Regions from separate parts of the Mus musculus genome. Here all the other regions are linked to region 1. Evidence: chromatin contacts called from public Hi-C and promoter capture Hi-C data. All regions are on one chromosome and are shown on one strand. The core of a region is the stretch at or near the end of the contact, and the rest is flanking DNA. Distances in the headings are between cores, read along the strand shown.

Evidence for each region. Promoter capture Hi-C pulls out the DNA fragments that hold promoters and counts their contacts. Hi-C and Micro-C count contacts between places; a contact is called where the count stands out from the background.
Region 2: a contact with region 1 is called in a promoter capture Hi-C map of liver, with 2.2 times the contacts expected there. The contact joins the promoter of Mc1r here to the promoter of Trim67 in region 1. A contact is called at or near these places in 2 of 39 promoter capture datasets (both in liver).
Region 3: a contact with region 1 is called in a Hi-C map of nephron progenitors, with 6 times the contacts expected there. The contact joins the enhancer-like site here to the promoter of Trim67 in region 1. A contact is called at or near these places in 6 of 39 promoter capture datasets (the 3T3-L1 cell line, cranial neural crest, hippocampal neurons and 2 more), 1 of 484 Hi-C or Micro-C datasets (nephron progenitors), 2 of 115 datasets of contacts at active chromatin or transcription factors (embryonic forebrain and forebrain) and 1 of 9 other capture datasets (embryonic stem cells).

What each region holds. Positions count from the first base shown.
Region 1 is chr8:124,791,088-124,794,833 of GRCm38.p6, reverse strand. It overlaps Trim67 (tripartite motif-containing 67), which reads right to left and starts at 1,815. Exons shown (of 10, transcript NM_198632.2): 1 at 1-1,815. The coding sequence starts at 933. It overlaps Gm46059 (a long non-coding RNA gene), which reads left to right and starts at 2,447. Exons shown (of 3, transcript XR_001778718.2): 1 at 2,447-3,530; 2 at 3,693-3,746.
Region 2 is chr8:123,405,337-123,409,082 of GRCm38.p6, reverse strand. It overlaps Mc1r (melanocortin 1 receptor), which reads right to left and starts at 2,001. Exons shown (of 1, transcript NM_008559.2): 1 at 1-2,001. The coding sequence starts at 1,573. The coding sequence ends at 626.
Region 3 is chr8:125,869,426-125,873,171 of GRCm38.p6, reverse strand. All of the region lies in intron 8 of Pcnx2 (pecanex homolog 2), which reads left to right. Among named protein-coding and RNA genes, the nearest start is that of Gm46061, 19 kb to the right of the region's middle. Within about 2 kb of position 2,166, at least 67 of the 459 cell types and tissues checked have an H3K27ac peak or open chromatin away from gene starts, as enhancers often do. A contact at or near this core is called in nephron progenitors, where this site is marked.

The sequences.
Region 1 (3,746 bases), core at 566-3,065:
GTAGCACACAGGGCTCCGACAGCTCACGCAGTACATGCTGTAGTTCTCCATCTCGTGCTCGGGACATGTGGGGAACTTTCGCGGCGCGCTGGCCCCGGCACCCCCTGGGCTCCTGCATCCTCCTGCGCTGGAGGCAGTGGAAGTGCCTGTAACAGCAGGGGTAGCCTCTGGGGGTGTGGGCGGCGGCGGTGGCTGAACTAGCCGATGCTTAGCGAAGGGGCCCCGGGACGGGTGGCACTTGAGCTGGCAGGTGGCGCAATAGAGCACGTCGCATTGCTCGCAGAGAGTGGCTGCCGGCTCCGGTGGGGTGCGGTCGCACAGCTGGCAGATGGCCACCGCCGGGGCTGCAGCCGCCCCCGGAACAACCCCACGGCCCTGCTGGTACCGCTGCACAATGCCCTCCAGTAGCCGGTTGCGCTGGAAGCCTCGCAGGCCGCGGTGATCCAAGGAGGCGCTGCGGTGGCACTGCGGGCAGGTGATGGAGCTGGAGGACGAGCAGAGCGAGGAGCAGGCGGCGCCTCGGGCCGCGGCGGCCGAAGAGCCCGGGGGCGCAGGCACCATGGGCAGCACGCGGACTCCATTGGGGGACTTGAGGCTGGGGGTGTAGGAGCCATAGCCGCTGTCAGTCTCGCTGTACAAGCTCAGCTTGTCCGCGTGGTCTCCGCCACCGGTCGCCCCGCCGCCTAGGCCTCCGGCTGTGTTAGCTCCCGCGCCTCCGCTGGTCGCGCCGGCGGCTGCGTCCTGATCCGGAGGGGTTGCGGCGGCGGCGGCACCTCGCGAAAGAAGGAGCGGCGGGGGCAGGTGCTGCTCGCCGTCCGGGGTCTGAACCGCGATAGTGCGGGCGCACGGCAAGCAGACATTGTGAGAGCAGGGCAGGATGATGGGTTCCCGGAACAGGGATCCGCACACTGGGCACTTCAGCTCCTCCTCCATCGCCGCGCCCGCGGCCAGAGCCGCTCGGGACCAGCCAAGAATGGTCAAGGCTCCGAAGACAAGCGCAGCTGGGCTGGCGATGTCAGCGCTCTTGAGTCAGGAGGCGGGGGTATTTCACGGGCATGCTGTCTTCACCCGAGGGTGGCACGCCCCCTCTCTGTCCTCAGGCCACCGCCCTAAGACGCTTGGCCGCCAGAGAAAGGAGGGGTCCTCACCTCCTGAAGGCGAGGCTCCCTCACCGGAGGCAGCCGTCTGAAGGTGGCGGGGAGCCCTCGCGGTGGCCTCCGAGGTTGTCCAGGTGTTGAATAGGCAGCAGTAGCGCCGTCCGGGGTACCTCGTGCCTCCACTCCACGAAGGACCAGTGACCCGCTGCTGTGAGCCAGCAAGGCTACTGAGCCCGACTCCGCAGCGCCGCTGCCCCGAGTCTTCTTTCTGCGAGCGCCCCGCCCCTACCCAGCTCTTGGCCAGTGCCCGAGTGGCGGGGCCAGGGCTGGTTCAGCACCACCAGACGGCGGACAGCGCCCGCGAGAGGATGGGCCCGGAGTCCGCGCCCGTCCCCCCTCCCGCGCGCATCCTCCGCCAGGCTGCTGTGCAGCCGCGGCCACCTCGGCATCCCCCGGCCCGGAGACCGTCGCCGTACCGCTGCTCGGGCCGCTGCTCTCTGAGCTGCCTCCTCGTAGGCCGGTATTGAGCAGCGTCCCAGGCTGGCCTCGCCGGCTCCGGTTCCTGCAGCGCCCCTGACCTTGGCCGCGCCACGCTGCAGCGGCGGGTGGGGGGCGAGCACCCGCTGGCTCGGGAATCCCCCTCCCGGCCCCACCGCCTCCCGCGCCCGCCCGCCCGCCGTGCCGCGCGCCCAGGAGTTGTAATTTCCAGAGCGAGAGTAACGGGGCGGGGGGCGGGGAGCCAGGCGTCAGCTCAGCGAATGAGGGCTCGCCTCTCGCGGCTGGCAGTCAGGGGCGGGTCGGAGGGCTTCGTGGGGAGGATCATTGTGGAGAACTGCTCCGTTACGGATGGAGACTGCACGGTGAATTAGCACGGCGCCCCGCCCAGCTTGCCAGAGCAACCCTGGCCAGCTCCCGCCCTGCCCACTCCTCGCCACCATGAAAGCGTAAACAGCGGTCCCTAAAAGGCCAGTCGCTTGAAAAAGGCCTCGCAACACAGCGCGACAGTCGGTTCCTAAATCTATTTCCTCCCCGCAAAAAGCTTTCAAGGCACAAAATGTCGGACAGCCTCGCGCCAAAGGGCGAGGTTTGATTTATGCATCTTTTTACAAGCCTTTTTTTTTTTTTTTTTTTGTCTCCTTGGTTCTACTGGGGCTAGTCGTGGAAGATGAGGGCCGGAGGACTTGGCGAGGACACGGTGAAGGTTGCCAAATACAACCTCCCCAGGCTGCTCGCGAGTGCGGAGAGGCGGGAGGCAGCGAGCAGGTGTTCTCTTTATGAATGGGAGCTTCCTGCAACGTCGCCGCCCGCGCGCCTGGCTGCCGTCTGCCCGCTGTTCTGCGCTGGGTAGTGCCGGCTGCCCAGAGAAAGGAAGTACGCGCTGGGCATAGAGCTAAGGGCGAGCCCTGGAAGGGAAGAGCGCGTGGAGCGAAATGCGCACCACGCGGCCCTCTCTTCCTGTGCGATTCAAGCTGGCTTGGAACAGACAAGGAAATTGTCGATTTAGAAAGGATGTGTCAGTCAGCGTGCTGGCTCGTGCTTGTAATTCTAGCACTTGGGAGGCCTAGGCAGAAGGATTGCTATGAGTTCAAGGCCAGCTTGGGCTACATAGTAATTTCCAAGCTAGTCTGGGTGTTACATAGTAAGACTCTGCTGAACTGAAACAAACAAAAAAAAAAAAACAGCAACCGTGGCGCAGACTCCTGCTGAAGGAATGCAGGGCCCCAGCCACTGTCAGCATTTGGAAAGATAGCAGGAGGAGAGAAATGAAGCCACAGACTAATGAGGCAGCTGCCTTGGCCTGGCTCTGTGCCTAAGGGATAGAACCTCTGGTGGAAGGGAGGTCACCAGGAAAGCCATTGCAAAGCACCCCAGTGAAGCCCATATCTTTACAGGACTTCCGGGGTCCTGCAGCTTGCTTCCACCTGTCCAGTCTGGAAAATACTATAACAATATATATATGTGTCCGTGCCAAATTGTTACAGTAAATGCTCTGGACTACTTTCTATGCATCTCAGTTCAGCTGAATGGCTTACAGAAGTCTGGCTCCATGTTTAAGGGTAGGCTCCTGCTAAACCGGACATCCCAATTAGCCCTGCTTCAGGAAGCAGTGCTGCACGGTGGGGGTGGGGGTGGGTATGGAGGCGGCAACTGTCCTAATCCACTCTCTGTAGATGAAGCTTCAGTCACCTGGTCCTGCCAGCAATACACTGAAAAAAAGAAATTCTTCAGAAAGTCACTATTGATCCTAAGGTCTAGGAGAGTCACAACTTGGGTTATTGAAAGCTCTTCAAGAAGCTGGAAGGTGGTGGTGCACGCCTTTAATCCAAGCACTCAGGAGTCAGAGGCAGGTGAATCTCTGAGTTAGAGGCCAGCCTGGTCTACAGAGCGAGTTCCAGGAGAACCAGGGTATACAGAGAAACCCTGTATCAATAAGTAAGTAAGTAAATAAATAAATAAATAAATAAATCCTTTCTGCTGAACCCAGCTACCCAGCTCAGTCTGCCCTGGGACCAACTGGAATTCATATCTCTTAAAAACCTCATGATTTTATAGTAAGCACAGTAAGTGACTCCTGTTTCTCTTTGTCTTTTTCAGACCTGGGTAGCCTACTTAGGCTTGGACAGGGTGGCACTTTTAGCCAAGCGTGTG
Region 2 (3,746 bases), core at 752-3,251, 1.4 Mb after region 1:
GCTGGGTTTTCATGGCCACAAATCCTCTTATCAGAAGCTTCCACCAAGAGTAGTTGCTCCCCCTTAGCTCTTGTTTGTCATTTTTTTTTTTTTTTTTTTTTTTTTTTTTTTTTTTTTGAGACAGGGTTTCTCTGTATAGCCCTGGCCGTCACTGGAACTCACTCTGAAGACCAGGCTGGCCTCGAACTCAGAAATCCACCTGCCTCTGCCTCCCAAGTGCTGGAATTAAAGGCATGCGCCACCACCGCCCGGCTTGTCTGTCATTCTTTTAACTTAGAGACTTCATGTCTGTCCCAGCAGGAGAGCCCAGGCTGAATGAGCTGAAGGGCTGAGCAGGAGTTGCCTTGTAGGTGGGGAGAGGTGAAGCTCTTCAGGAGCCTGTGGTCTGACCCTTGCTCAGGGCTAGAGTTCCCATCCCTGTCTCCTCCACTTCCCGTAGCTGCCCTGGGTGAGCCCTGCAGTCACAGTTACCCTTTCTCCTGGCCCCAGGCACTCTGGGTTTCTATTTTAAAGCTCATCCTGTCGACCCTTAGACAAATGGAGATCAGGAAGGGATGAGTACCTGTGGTCTCACAGGATGCAGGCCACTGGATATCACTGTCACCCTCTGCCCAGCGCCCTCTGATCACCAGGAGCACAGCAGCACCTCCTTGAGTGTCATGCGGAGCTCCTGGCTGCGGAAAGCATAGATGAGGGGGTCAACAGTGGAGCTGAGGACGATGAGGAGGAGGAAGAGGTTGAAGTTCTTGAAGATGCAGCTGCAGGTGGGGTGCTGAGGGCAGAGGACGATGAGCAAGAGATGCAGGAAGAAGGGGCCCCAGCACAGGAAGAAAATCCCCAGAAGGATAGTAAGGGTGGCAGCACCCTTGAGGCAGAAGCCTTGGCGGATGGACCGCCGCCTTTTGTGGAGCTGGGCAATGCCCTGAGCGTGCTGGCACGCTCTCGTGAACATGTGGGCATACAGAATCGCCATGAGTGCCAGCATGGCTAGAAAGAAAGTGACGAGGCAGAGCAGAACGGCTGTGTGCTTGTAGTAGGTGATAAAGAGGGTGCTGGAGACGATGCTGACCATCCAGATGCCCACGACAGCCCGTCGTGCTCTGGGCAGCGTCACGATGCTGTGATAACGCAGCGCATAGAAGATGGAGATGTAGCGGTCTATAGCAATGATGCCCAGGAAGCAGAGACTGGACACCATGGAGCCACAGATGAGCACGTCAATGAGGTTGTCCAGCTGCTGCACCAAAGCCACTCTGGCCACCAGGATGCCCGCCTCCAGCAGCAGGATGATAGTAGTCTCCAGCACGATGCTGACACTTACCATCAGGTCAGACAGGGCCAGGCAGCAGATGAAGTAATACATGGGCGAGTGCAGGTTGCGGTTTTTGGTGATGGCTATCACAACCAGCACATTCTCCACCAGACTCACCAGCCCTAGGCTGAGGAAGAGGCCATCTGGGATGGACACATACAGGCACCAAGGCTCTGACTGGTTGGTGGCCAGTCCAAGGTGAGAGGTGGCATTGGAGTTGAGAGAACCCAGAAGACTCTTCTGGGGCTCCTGAGTGGACATAGTCTTGTCAGGAAGTAGGAAGCGGTCTGTGGAGGCTGCAGCTCCAGGTGGTATCAGCCCCCAGCTTCTGATTCACTTCATGTTGTTGTCGGGGGTCTCTGACATCCCTCAGACCGGCCTCTTTCCATACAGGCACGCTCCGATTTTCCTTTACACTTGTGTTCTTTCTGGCTGGACAGGCCAGCCTCGGCATGGCATAGACACTTCCTGCTGAGGACCCTGAGCTCTGCTCATGGACTCTCACTGCCAGTGTGAAGTAGCTTAGCCTTCTGCTGTTCTCCCTGTCTCTTCCCAAGTGGCTCAGGTAGAGACATGCCTAAACTCAACACCTCCAGACTTCTTGGTTACTTGCCTCTGATATATGTCTGGTTCCTTTCCCTCGCCAAGCCAGGGTAGACGGGACTCTGGAGAAGAAGGGAGCTTTTCTCTTAATCTTTTAACTCATCCCTGGAGCCCCTCCTCCTGAGGGTGGCCACATGATGGGCATGTGCCAGGGATGTGTAGTGCCCCAGGCTGCCTCTAGGGGGCAGAGGCAGCACCGAGAAACCGGAAAACTAGCTTTGGACTCCAACACAGGGTCTTGCCTCTCCCTTTTGTGTTCAAAGCCCCTGTGACTTACCAATCTCTTTCAGGCATTCAACCTCACTAGAACCTGCCCTGAGTGGCCCTACCTAAAGCTCCAAGCCCACTTCAAAAATCACTTTCCTGGGTTGTCTGAAACCTCCTTTCTCTCTCTCTCAGGCTGCGCTGCCTCAGGCAGCCACTGGGTGTGAATGAGGCACCCCTACCTCCCACCTTCATTCCCACTCTCCATTAGAAGTGTGCCAATGGCAGTGGCATTTCCACCTGAAGCTGAAGATGTGTTCATATAGCAGCAACTCAGCTACTGACTTCAAGGTAGCTTTAGGGGCTGGTCCAAGAACTTTGAGAATCAACAAGTAGAGGCAGGGCCAAGGCAGGAAAGAGCCCTATGCCAAGGGGCTCAGATGAGCTCTGGCAGAGCTGATGCTTAAGTCCCTCATGGGCCCAAGCTTGCTGAAGCCTCCCTTAACTACAGTTCTGGGTGTGGTAGGAAGCTGACTGACTAGAGGGGGCCCCGAGGCTATTGGCCAGCAAGCTTTGGTCAGTCACATCCCATCTTCTTAGTCTCACCCCCCACCCCTTCCCTTGAGGAGTCTCATTTCCGCTGTGGAGCACATGCTAGCCCTGGAGCCAGGAACCACATCAGGGCAGATCTGTCTCCAGCCTCTGTGGGCCAGCAGCTGGGCATGTGACTATTCATAGTGGTCAGGATAGCACGCAGTGGTGGTAGCAACCCACCCTTGGTTGCTGCTGGACTCTCTCCATGGTATCCAATGCTGTCTCAGTAGCACTGGATGGCCCCTTCTGCATACAGGTGAGGAGAGTAACTTAAGAAAGGCAGCAGAAGCTGGGCTGTGGTGGTGGCACACGCCTTTAATCCCAGCACTCGGGAGGCAGAGGCAGGCGGATTTCTAAGTTCGAGGCCAGCCTGGTCTACAGAGTGAGTTCCAGGACAGCCAGGGCTACATAGAGAAACCCTGTTTTGGAAAAAGAAAAAAAAAGAAAAGAAAGGCAGCAGGGGAGTGAGGCAGGGCTTCGCTGGAGGGCACTTTCAGTGTCTGTAACAGTCCCCTTAAGAGTCATTTCTGTTGTCTTGAGACAGGGTCTCACTATGTAACCTGAAATAGACCTGCCTCCCTCTGCTGCCAGAGTGCTGGCATCAAATGTGTGCTCGACCACGTTCAACTAGGAGTCAGTTCCTTCTTTGCCAACTCTGGCAACGTCTGCTCACAAGGTGGTTCCCAAGCCACAGAGCAACACTTAAAGCATACATTAACAGACGTTGGTCTTTACTCCTGCAATAAATGACAAATAGAAGTGACACCCTCTAAGTCAAACGTGGTCAGGTCTATTTTCCCGGATCGCTTGATAAGATACAACTTACAGCAGAGTTGTGTTGGGCCTCCCTGGGCCTCAGGACTATCCACTGTCTGTCTCAGAACCTCATAGAGAAAAGAATCCTCAGGCTTATACTTTGTTCACACTAAGGCACCTTGTTAGTTAGGTGATTAAAACATTCAGGTTGTGCAGCGTCCGCCATGTCGATGGCCCATGCTGGACATTTGGCAGCCTGTGGCCAGCCTCATCATGA
Region 3 (3,746 bases), core at 917-3,416, 1.1 Mb before region 1:
AGATATTGACTTTGAGATTGGAAGGGAGCCTGGTTAGGACTCCATGAGCACACCATAGAAGGTACTGGAAGAAAAACAGCTCTTTCCCTCTAAGGTGGCCTCAGTGGCTGGGAGTACCTCCAACTAGCTTGTAAAACTGCTGGATCCCATTACTGGCTGGAAGGTGACTCTCTCAGCCATTGTGAGGCCTGGTCTTCACGTAACTGTTTTATGTCCCAGATGCTCTGCTCTGAATGGGGACTTGTGAACCATGTAACTTCCGTGTCTCTTTGGGAATTCCTGGAGGAAGCTGAGAGAGGAAGTTCATTTCCCTTCCTGGCTCCCTCAAACACTGTGAGACCAGCCCCCCTCCCCCCCACCACCACCACCGCAGAGGCTCACAGAGCACCCTGAGTCACACGCTAGCTGTTCTTCAAGCAGGCGCCTCTGGGAAGGATATCTGACTGCTCTGCTCTCCCCAGAAACCTGAATCACAGCATCTCCGGGGGCTGCTGGGAAATCCTGCCTGACAGTAAATCCGCTTTGTGTTTAACTGACCAGAACACAGGACTGATTTACTAGTTCAGAGCCCAAAGTGAGCTGATCTGCCTGAAAACTGATCTGGACGCAGGTCATCAGCCCAGGAAATGGAAGAAGTTGCCTGAAAGGCTAACAAATCTTCAGGGTTGAAATGATTCTCACTGCACGTCAGACATCCACTACTCCTTTATAGGCTTTGTAACTAAAATTTCACTCTCCACCCCATGCATGAGTGTATGTGTGTGCACACGTGTGCGCGTGCATGTGTGTGGTGTGTGTGTGTGTGTGTGTACACATGCACACATGTGCATGTGCAGTGCATATATAGGCCAGAAGGGAACTTTAAATCTCACTTGAGACAGAGTTTCTCATTGGCCTGGAGTTCTCCTAGCAGGCCAGGCTGGTGATGAGCCCCAGGAACACACGCCTGTCTCTGTCTCCTGAGTGTTGGGATTACAAGCTCACCTCAACAAACTTCACTGTGTGGGTTCTGGGATCAGAACCCGGGTCCCCAAACTTGCAGGGCAGGCACTTCATCGGCTGAGCCTTTGCTTGGTTTTTGCTTGGTTTTGTTTGGTTTTTGAGACATGCAGCCCAGGATGGTCTTGAACTTTGATTCTCCCTGCCTCTGTTTCCAGTTTCTGGGCTGACTGCCATGCACCACTAAGCTAGAGTGAGAGCTTCTGCTCTTCGTCCCATGAAAATTTGTCTACAAATGTTCTCCTTTGACAGACCCAAACCTTGAAGTTAACACTGCTCCCACATCACCTCTCATGGGCCATCCACCTTGTATTTCCTTTTTTGAGACCTGAGCCTCACCAAGTAGGCTGGGCTTCCCGGCCAGTGTGTGCCACCGATCCACCTCCCTCTGCCTCCTGAGTGCTGACACACCACTCCTGACTTTTGTATGTGGGTTCTGGGCCTCACACTCAGGGTCTTGTGTGTGTGTGGCAAGCGCTGTATCGACTGAGCCGTCTCCTCAGACCGTAGCTGCACCTGGCTTCCGAAGATGGGAAGCAGACAGAGACATTCCAGAAATAATCACCCGTTTTTTTGTTTTTGTTTTTGTTTTTGTTTTTTTGTTTTTGTTTTTTGTTTTTTTTTTGTTTTTTGTTTTTTGTTTTTTTTTTTTTTGTTTTGTTTTTTTTGCTTTATTCCAAGGAAGTGAAGACCTTGAGTTTGGAAAGACAGGGGTGGGGACAGCTGTGGTGAGACTGATGGGTGCTCAGAACAGGGAGATGTGGGGCTCCTCAGTGAACCCCACCAGCTGCCCTTTTGACAGCTCTCTTTGAGGATATTTATCCTCAAGCAAAGAGCGGTGTCACTGTTGGTTTGAAGATAAGTGTTTGCTGCATCAGGGTTAGAGACTTGGAAATTCTTGCCGGCTTTGATCACACAGAGGGGGGTGGGGGTGGGGGGATGGTCCCGGAGCAGGCCTTCCTGTGGTTTCTCCCACACCCTCTCTGAGGTGTGGTTTCTCAGTCTTTGTTGATCTCTCCTCGTCCTGGACTGGTCCTCATCCCGGGGTCTCACTCAGACACGTGGTTAAGAGGTGCTATTTCTCTCCAGGCCCCAGAGTTCCAGGAATAAAATTCCAAGCGGAAGCTGAGGCTTTGTGGCTGCACACACCCCCGGCTGCCACATGAGGGCACTCTCCATCCACTTGATTTCCCTCTGCAGCCTCTCAGAGGCTTCCCTTTATTTGTGCTGTCTTATGAAAGGGGAGTTGATCCCACATCAAAGCCCTCTCCCTGTTAGAAACCTCCCTCCCATCCCCCATCAGGCTGATGTCCTTTAGTGTCCTCTACAGCCAGTGAGCCTGTTACACTAACTTCTGTCCTAAGGCATCCCTCCCCACCCCCTTCCCACCCATCCCACAGTTGAGTCGGGAGCCTTGGGAAGGACAGGCAGAAAAGATAAGGTCTCCAGGGGGGCAGAAAACACTTGTTTTACAATCTGGTGAGGATAAGGAATTTCCGGCGATACTTTCTCTGTCACTGGGAGAAAGCAGCACTGGCCTTGGATTGTTCTTGCAGCTTCCCCAGATGGGTAGGACAACGTTAGGAACACAGGGACTCTAACCACTTTCCGTTTACCCCAGACCCAGCCCTGTCCCACCCAGCCCAGCAGAGATGCCAATTTGGAACAGAGCCTCATACTGTGTAACCCAGATTAGCCTCAGACTTCCAGCTATCCCCCTGCCTTAGTCACCCAAATGCTGGAATTCCAGGTTGGAGCCACCAGGGCCCAGCTCAGCTTCAGCCTCTTTGTTCCCTTCCGGGGCTGGTTCGTTCTTGTCACCCCTACACCACCAACCTCCCCCCTCATGTTTCTCTGAGTGCTCCAGCCTCTGCTTTGACCCTGAGGAGAACTAGTTGACCTGAGACCAACCCAGCCTCAGGCTGATGGAGACCTGGTGGTGTCACTGAGAAGGTCATTCCAGAGAGTGGGCTCTCTCCATCCCTCAGATGTTTCAGAGGAGGTGGGAACGTCCCTTGACATCCCTAATAAACAGTCCTGGAATAAATGTTTATTAATGCAGCAGAGAGCACTGGTCTCATGATCCTTTAATGCTGTAGCCGCCACAGCCTAGAGGAAGAGGATAGGCCCTGGAGGAGCAGCTCCATTTGAGGTACAGTCTTGCTAATCACAGGCTTGTCCCTCCAGGCTGCCCAGGAGCCAGCAGAGGTGACAGTGTGTGCTTGTGATAAGGGCCCAGCCACATCTAGTGAAAATAGTTCCTTGAGAGGGAAGCTGATCTGTTGTTTGAGTCTTTGTTAGATAATGATGAATGAATGCTGGACCTTCTTCACCATTGCAGTCGGAGCCAAGGCATTATCTATGGGAAGGCTGGCAGCCATCTTGCTACCTAACAGGGAGACTCAGGCCAAGTTCCTCATCAAGACGCAACAGCGAGACCAGAACCTCTTACTTACTTGTGCCTGACGTAGAGGCTCCATCAGGACGTTCTGTTCAGTCCGTTCTAGTTCCTACACCCCTAGGAAGGAAACGCCTGTCTCTCTCTCTCTCGGGCATAGAACCAAGGTGGCCAAGCCATGTGCTTTAAGCCGAGGCAGTCAGCAGTACAGCACTGGTTTGGATCCATTCCTGTTTATGACATAGTATTTTGCAATTAGAAGCATGCTTGCTAATGTGCAGGAACCGAGCCCAGAAGTAGTCCCTCCTTAGAGTACCACATCTTGGCAGGAAGCATCAGCAGGTGTGTA